Regions from separate parts of the Rattus norvegicus genome. Here regions 1 and 2 are each linked to region 3. A link is a contact called in public Hi-C data. All regions are on one chromosome and are shown on one strand. The core of a region is the stretch at or near the end of the contact, and the rest is flanking DNA. Distances in the headings are between cores, read along the strand shown.

Region 1 (2,700 bases), core at 90-2,589, 190 kb before region 3:
GATCATAAGGTTTCCAGGTTTACACACAATGCTAACTGATATAACGTTCCCAATGGGTTATTCATGGTACATAAGACTAAATCTCATTTTAAAGTGATTTTCACAATCTCCCTACAAAATGACATCTGAAAACACTTAAGAGATACACTTATCTGGTGGTTAAAAAAAAGGGTGGAAAATCCTCTCTGTCTTACTTCATAAAGGTTATTGAAAATGCCATGTGATTAATATTATTTATTTGGCATTGGCTTAAACTCCAAAGGTAACACTTAGCCACTCTCTGTTTACCAAGTTAATCACCAGATTTGTCTACTTTGTCTGATTTACTGAGACAAATACTCTGAGTGTCTGAAGTGTTTTATCTGGCCCTGGGAAGGGAGAACGAGAGGAGAAGGAGTGTTGTGCATTTATTAATAGATAAGTGCAAACAGGCCCTATCCTATCACATGAACAGCTAGGACCTTTGGTCACTGTTTATTGAAAATAAAATTAGCCTTGGCTGACAGGTACTTATCAGCTCTGAGAATAATTAACTACTCACATCTGGTACTCGTTAGTGAAAATGCTAGTGGGAACCATTACCTTTGGTAAGGGTTATATTTCCTGACCAGCTAACCTCCCCCTAACATACTACTGGAATGCACTTTTCATTCCCAAGCAGCCTGCTGGCAGTACCAAGAGCATTTCCACACACTGCTGCCCCTCCTCAACCCAACAGAAAGACAGTGTCAGAAATCTAAAGTGTGTGGCCAAGACAGGCTGGTTCCCACAGGAAGCTTACAAACTCACCACCGGGAATTCCCTGCCCCATAGAGTCCTGGAACTTTGTAAACAAACAAGGGTCAGTGTGAGTTAATCAATAATAACATTTTGTACTTTTAAATTTTGTTTTTGTGGTTTTTCAAGGACTTCAAGGAACTTCACTGTGTAGACTAACATGAGTATAGTGTTCAAGGTCCAAGAAGCCCAGGAACCAACAATTGCCATCACTGGTCAGATGGAAAAACAGTAATAAACTAGGTACCTCAGGCCTACTTTATTTGTTTTCTATTTAACAATTCCTTGACTGGGCAATAATTTTCACAATTTCATTAAAGCAAAGGAAATGCCCCGGGGCATTCATAGAAATAAGCAATACGTAATACATGCTTTTGTATTCATGCGGCAGGGATCAAGAGGCAGAAACTCAAGGCCTTTGCAATTAGCTTGCTGAAATCCTAAACGAGTCACTTGTTGTCAGGTGACTCTCATATCTGTGCCCCGTAAAAGCTGCACTGAAATGCTGGACTAAGGGCTGACTTCTGACAGCGCCAGGAAAGTGTGTGTGAATCAGAGATTAAGAAATGCCACCTCTTCTCGCAACCACCACCCAAAGAGCATGCGCAGGTTTGACCTAGGCCTCCCACACACATGTAGCAGCTTGAACGTCAGGTGGGTCCCGAAAATTGGAATTGGGCAGGTGTGTGGGGGGGTCCCAAAGGCTGTTGCCTGTATGTGGGATATGTTCTTCTCTACCTTGTCCGACTTCAGTGGGGAGAAAGTGCCTAGCCTCACAGAGACTTGAAGTGCTAGGGTTGGAGGGATACCCAAGGGAGGCACCTGCTCAGAGGAAAAAGGAATTGTGCGTTGGGGGTAGAGGGAGGGTGACCCGGAGTGGGGCAGTGAGAGGGATGTAAAGTGAATAAGTAAAATAAATTAAATTAAAAAAAAAACTTTAAAAAAAATGTCAGCTCTTCAAGGCCTTTTTTTTTCTCAAAGAAAATAGTAAGTGCCTGTCAATAATAAATAGTGCTATTTTAACTTACACCGTTTATTAAGGTACTTTTCTGACATGTTTTACAGATAAATGTTGCTCCTCCTAATGCAACAAAGGGGTGTGTATGAGAAGCGTGGGTAATCTGAAGATCAGCAGCTGCCCTGTTTCTAAGGAAACTGCAAACTGGATTCTATTAGGAGTGAATAGATGGTCTCTCCAAACACACGGGCCTTCTAACACACGCTACGTGGGTGGACATCAGATCCCTTAGTAGATGAGGACATGAGCTAAGAAGCTGGGAAGTCTAAGGATAAGGAGCCAGTAACTAGGGGCTGAGAAACAGAAGAAGGAAGGAATAATAGACAGGAAGGGAATTTAATACTGAGGAGCGATGAGAGGCCAAAGAAAAAACCAGAATAAACAGAAAAACAAGGAGCATTCTGGAATTAAGCAGTGCAGTCAGGTGACTCAGTGAGGCCACACCATGGGGGCGGGGGCGGACGGCTTAGAGTATGGGGTGGGGGAGAAGTGGGAGGAGACTCAGCCATGTGAAATAGCAAGGGAAGTCAGAATTACTGGTCAAAAGCTGAGAGAATGTTAGTTGCTCAGGATAGGGCCCAACAGGGACAAGAAGGAGCCAAACGGAATACATTAATAATTCTAAACAGGAGCAGCCATGAGGATTTAGAATGTAGCACTAAGAAATTATTTGTATAAAACTGGCAGAAATAGAAAATGCTAATCCTCAAATCAAACTCCAACAATAACTTTGAGTTACTGGACTGTGGAAATGTTCTTATGTGAACCCATCTGTGGTATCATTTCAACTATTTATTGGAAAACTAGCTGTGGGATGACTATAGATAGTCCTCCTAGGTTTCATTCAGATATATCTGCTCAACTCAAGAATCAAGGAGGCAAAGGGTTTCAACTATTTTCATGTC
Region 2 (2,700 bases), core at 69-2,568, 220 kb before region 3:
AACACACACACATATCTTAACAAGTTAAAATGGTAGGTGCTCACTTTACCCCTTAGTCTTTCCAGCTTTGCCCAGGACCCCAACCTATACCCACAGGGCACATGGGATATAAGCCTGCCAAAAATAATTATGTGCTGAATAAACTAATAAGTGGGGCAAATTAAAATGAAAACATACTGAGACTGAGAGGGAAATGAAGTGTTCTATATTTTTTAAATTAAGGAAAGTAATCAAATTAGAGTAGGTTTTTTTCCCCTTTGAAGTTGTAACCAAAAGTCACATTTTACAAAGCTGAAAAAGGGTATCATCTCTATTACGACCAAGCATTGTGCCTCCTTTGCTGTGAAGTACTTCTCCTCTAAAATCATCTTTGTCACACTGCTGGCTCCCATTCGCACTCTTCTTACAGTTTTGCAAGAGACTCAAAGTCCTAAGTTCACGATCGTAAACACTGTCCTTGGTAAAGGGCACATACAATCTTGCTTAAGAGAAAGGATATAATACGTGGAGGATATCCAAGAAACTTACAGCTACGTAGCAGCCGAGTCCACGGTAATGCATTCCTTACCTTCTGCTCTGTAGTTTGTTTGGGGCTCTTTGATTACACCTGACTTACATAATTCTGTTGTTGATCCTAATCTCTATCAGTTGCCTATTCAATGTTCACTCCCTCAAGGGCAGTAACCATGTCTTCTCCGATTACGGTAATGTCCATAATGTTGAACAGTCCTCAGCACGGTGGACACTGTGGACTTGATCAATCCAACAGTAAGGTGCAAACAGAGATGTCCAAGGACTAACAGTAACACTAGACTTTGCTCTCTTCATCACGCCATGTCAACCCTGAACACATTTTCTCCATCCTTGTCTTTCATTACAGAAGCACAATTGCCTCTTTCCAAACTGAAAAAACCCATTTTCCATTGTAAGTTATACTCGCAGCTGGGATGCTGAAGTGTTCCTCCAGCAAAGATTTCTATCTGTGCTGCAAAGGGAGAAAGTGCAGTGCATGAGCTTAATTCTTTAAACAAATCCAGAAACTCTGTTTCTTGGGCCTGGACAGCCCTCTTAGCTGGCTTGTTTGTTTAATGTCCCACTGCTATTTTCCCTTGAGCTCCAGCTGGTAAACAGGCCAGTGTGTGTGATCAGACTGGGACCGACTAGTGCTGGCACAGTGGGAGTGATCTCTATTATTCGAACAGCTAACATGCTCTCCTATACAAGAGAGCATTGAAAAGGTGGATACTGTGGAGAGGAAGCAGAGGTTAAGAAGCAGCCTAAACAAATACGTTACTCAGAGCAGCTCGTTTCCCAGCACTGTTGCTTCATCTTGGCTTGCTTAAACAGACTGCAGGCAAAGGGTAAGCCTATCACCTCTGACTGCGCTTGACTGTCCATTTTAACTTTTAGATACTGTAGAAAAGTCAGGTTGCTGTGTCATACAGCTGTCACTGAACACTTATGGTAATCCTTCTGGAATTTCTTCTTTTAGCTTCTATTATTTCTTCTTCTATTAACTACTTTTAAGAGAATTCCGAGTTCACTGTCAGTCTTTCAGTCCTTCCTCAGAGTACTTCTGAGAAACCAAAGATGAATGTTGCCCATCTACTGATGAGGAAACAAGAGAAATAATATAGTTTTGAGCCAAATCAACCATTTTGATGTTGCTTAGAAAATATGGCCTTGGTCCTCTGTGTGGATGCCCCTTTTGCTGAGGAAACTTGAACAACAACAACAAAAGGTTAAAATATGAGGCAGTATGGACTACTTCCATAGCAGGTCAAACACAGAACAGCACTGACACCCAAGCATGAGGCCAGGGGATGGCGGAAGTAGCACTGGAATGTTGTCTTGAGGGACACGAGGGAAGAAGGGAAGGCTGAGGGAACAGCATTATACAACCAGGCAACGCAGGTACAAGCACGTTGTGTTCAGGTGACCACATGGAGCCTGTCTGGATGGAATGGAAGATCCATCTGGGATTACTGAGTGAAAGTCCACAAGAATGAAAACCACAACAAAGTAAGCCCCAAGCCAGGAAGTGGGGAAACAAGCCTTTAATCCCAGCATTAACAAGGCAGAAGCAGGAGGGCCACAGTGAGTTCAAGGCCAGCCTGGTCTACAAAGCTAATCCCAGGACAGCCAGGGCTACACAAAGAAACACTGTTTTGAAAACCAAAATCAAAACCAAAGAAATGAAAACAAAAAAAAAAAAAGAACCCAAAAAGAACCCAAAACAACAACAACAACAACAACAACAACAAAAAACGAAACAAAACAAAAAACAAGAACGGTAGGCATGAATTTAAAGTTTAGAAACATTCTGAGTACCAAAAAAGGAACTGAACATGATTTTTGTTATGAAGCTGAAAACATATAAATGTGAAAATATAAGCTGCCCCTAAGTTATCTGAGTAAAAACTCTCCTCTGATATTTATTCATAAAATGTTCCTCTCTAAATTCCTAATTATAGCCTTCTTTGATTAAAGACAAAAAGTATTTTGCTTTTAATTCTTACAAAAGTGTATCTATAAAACAGATTGGGGAGAGAGAGACAGGGCAGGTAAAGACCCATTCAAAGCAACTGTTTGGAATGAAACGGCTTGGTGATTTTTGTTTGTTTCTTTTCTCATAGCAACAACATAAAGATTATATATTGGTCACTCAATTACAGCATAGAAAACGTTGCTTTCAGAGAG
Region 3 (2,700 bases), core at 97-2,596:
GGGTGGAGCTGACACCAACTTTCAGCAAGTATTCTCTTATGCTGAGAATGTACTCCCTGACGGCTCTAATTCAGTGTCGTTTTGTCTCTTTGTTTCAGTTTTTGCAATACTGAGATGGAACACTGACCTAGTACATGCTAGGCAAGAGCTCTACACTGACCTAGTTAGTACACGCTAGGCAAGAGCTCTACACTGACCTAGTTAGTACATGCTAGGCAAGAGCTCTACACTGACCTAGTACATGCTAGGCAAGAGCTCTACCACTGACCTAGTACATGCTAGGCAAGAGCTCTACACTGACCTAGTTAGTACATGCTAGGCAAGAGCTCTACACCGACCTAGTACATGCTAGGCAAGAGCTCTACACTGACCTAGTACATGCTAGGCAAGAGCTCTACACTGACCTAGTACATGCTAGGCAAGAGCTCTACCACTGAGCTACATCACCAGCCCTAGAATATGAGATCTTTGTTTTTAACAAGTGGCCTCCAATGAATCTGATAGAACTAGTCTGAGGCCTTGCATTTAGACCCATGGAGGTTGGGGGGAAGGGGAGGGTGTGTTGGGGAGGGTGGGTTGGCTTGGGCTATTTAGTCAGGATATTACTCACAAAAGAATTCCTCTACTTTTGGGTAAAGGTTCTCCTGATTTTTCAATTTGAAGTGTTTAAAGACCGAGAACTGTGAAAATACAAGGGTGTCACAAAATTAAAACATTTAAAGGACTTTATGGCTTTTGAAACAGGAACGTATACAATTGGTAAATGGAAAACTTTAATTTTTTTATAATAATCTCAGAAGAGTATGGAAGGAATGAAGTCTTCCTGTTCTGTATACAAGTCCTTTTCTGGCCCTCTAGATACCTGACTCTCTGTAGTGGTTTTCCAAAATTACTCCAGGGATTCCAACTCCAGGAGGTAGAGCCAGCCCCATCTTCTCCCTGCTTAGATAAAACAAAGGCACCACCACAGAGCCTGAAAGCTCTCCTCCCCCTCAGCCCTCTTGACTCCTGTTCCTGTGTTTCATTCAGTTGTTTACGACCACACAAATCCTTTCCTAATGTGAGGATACCTACAGCCTGCCAGCCCACAGTGCCTGTGACAGTGCTGTCTTATGTTTTCAACTCCCAGAACCTTTTTCGTTTCTAGGCACCAGTGTACTGAGACCCTCTAAGTAGTATACAATGTCCCGATTCTTCTAATAATGCTTGAAAAGGGAGAAGGGGAGTGTGAAAGAGGTGTGACGTGTGGAGCCAGGGTTAAGGCTCAGTGGTAATGTGTTCTTGGCTCGTACAATGCACTGGTTTCAGTCCCATGAATCAATAGCCTATCACAGGGTGGGTGTGTTAACAGGCCTTTGTAATGTACACAGCCCAATGAGTCACATTTGTGAGCTGTATCAGTGAAGAACTTATTCTACTACTGCTGTACAAACATCCTTGCAATATCTCATGGCATTTCCTTGAGAATTAGTCCTGGAGGCAATCGATTCCCTGTACTACTTTATATCTCGTTTACATTTTAAGTCTGTCACTGAGATTCTAAAAGACAGCCGGCTATTTAAAAATGAAGAATAATCTACAAACCACAGGAAATACTTAAAAGGTTATAGGAAGGGCTAGACCTGCCCATCAAAAAAGCAAGCATGTGTAGAAAGTAAGCACACAATATCCCATGGTTGTTTTGAAGGGAAATAACACCCACTCCTATATACTACGACTGACCTGAGTGTCCAAAAGACACTCAAATGCCATATTTTTACATCACTGTTGCTTCTAACCAGAATGTTCTTTGTCCCAGTCTTCACATTCTGGAGAGAGCAGTTCCCTCAAGAGGGCAAGGCTCTGCAACTTCATTGGTGTACCCTGGCTGCTCCACAAAAACCATCACTTCGAGTTCAGCATGTCTGCCCCAAATTGCCCAATCCTTCCACTATTTCTAATACTACAAAGCAGCTTCCCAGAAACCTCATGTTAGGATCAAGCAAAACAATTTGGTGTCATCAGCAGATTTCACCATTTCCTCTTAGACTCATTAACACGCCAAACAAACATGATTCTGGTGTCAACTCTCGGAGTTACTACCATGACTACCATGAATCTTTCTCTTCAAATGAAGCCAGACCGTTCTCTGCTACTTAGTGATTCCCATCATAGAACTAGAATGTGTTTATTTACTAGCGGTTAAATTCTGATGGCTATTTTCTAACTGAAGGTTGCAAAATGCATTACAAAAGTAAGGGGGTGGGGGGAGTGTCCCAAAGGAAAGGCCCAAAAGGCAGCAAAAAGAAACAGCTCCCAGCTGAGCAATTTACCCAATCACTCAAACATCCCCAGACTCTTCTGGTTCTCAAACTACAACACAATTTTGACCTTTCCTCTCCAATTATTTATTTCTTTATAGTTATATGAGAGACCACTATTAAACACACTTGAAAATTCTGCAGGAATGATAACCAGTAGATTCAGTTACTTTATTAGATTTTCTTCCCTTTAGTGCATTGAAAGAAAAAAGGCAAACAGCCCTTCTATAGAAAGTAAAGATCCAAACAGTTTTACACCCAAATGATGGACAGCACAGAAAACAACACTTGCCCGCCCTCTTTCACTCAAGGGCAAGTCCACTTGAAGCTTTATCCTGCCTCCCCAGCTTATATCTGCCATTACATTATAGGAGAAATGTGAAAATTAAAGAAAACCAGG

Evidence for each region. A called contact is a pair of places that touch in the nucleus more often than the background predicts.
Region 1: a Hi-C map of liver shows a contact between it and region 3, with 4 times the contacts expected there. The contact joins two enhancer-like sites. A contact is called at or near these places in 3 of 12 Hi-C or Micro-C datasets (kidney and liver).
Region 2: a Hi-C map of liver shows a contact between it and region 3, with 5 times the contacts expected there. The contact joins two enhancer-like sites. A contact is called at or near these places in 3 of 12 Hi-C or Micro-C datasets (hepatocytes and liver).

The regions. Positions count from the first base shown.
Region 1 is chr6:104,089,445-104,092,144 of GRCr8, reverse strand. The region is part of intron 7 of Rad51b (RAD51 paralog B); the gene reads right to left. Among named protein-coding and RNA genes, the nearest start is that of Rad51b, 260 kb to the right of the region's middle. Within about 2 kb of position 1,339, at least 13 of the 93 cell types and tissues checked have an H3K27ac peak or open chromatin away from gene starts, as enhancers often do. A contact at or near this core is called in liver, where this site is marked.
Region 2 is chr6:104,117,104-104,119,803 of GRCr8, reverse strand. All of the region lies in intron 7 of Rad51b (RAD51 paralog B), which reads right to left. Among named protein-coding and RNA genes, the nearest start is that of Rad51b, 290 kb to the right of the region's middle. Within about 2 kb of position 1,318, at least 26 of the 93 cell types and tissues checked have an H3K27ac peak or open chromatin away from gene starts, as enhancers often do. A contact at or near this core is called in hepatocytes and liver, where this site is marked.
Region 3 is chr6:103,897,832-103,900,531 of GRCr8, reverse strand. All of the region lies in intron 7 of Rad51b (RAD51 paralog B), which reads right to left. Among named protein-coding and RNA genes, the nearest start is that of Rad51b, 70 kb to the right of the region's middle. Within about 2 kb of position 1,346, at least 9 of the 93 cell types and tissues checked have an H3K27ac peak or open chromatin away from gene starts, as enhancers often do. A contact at or near this core is called in hepatocytes and liver, where this site is marked.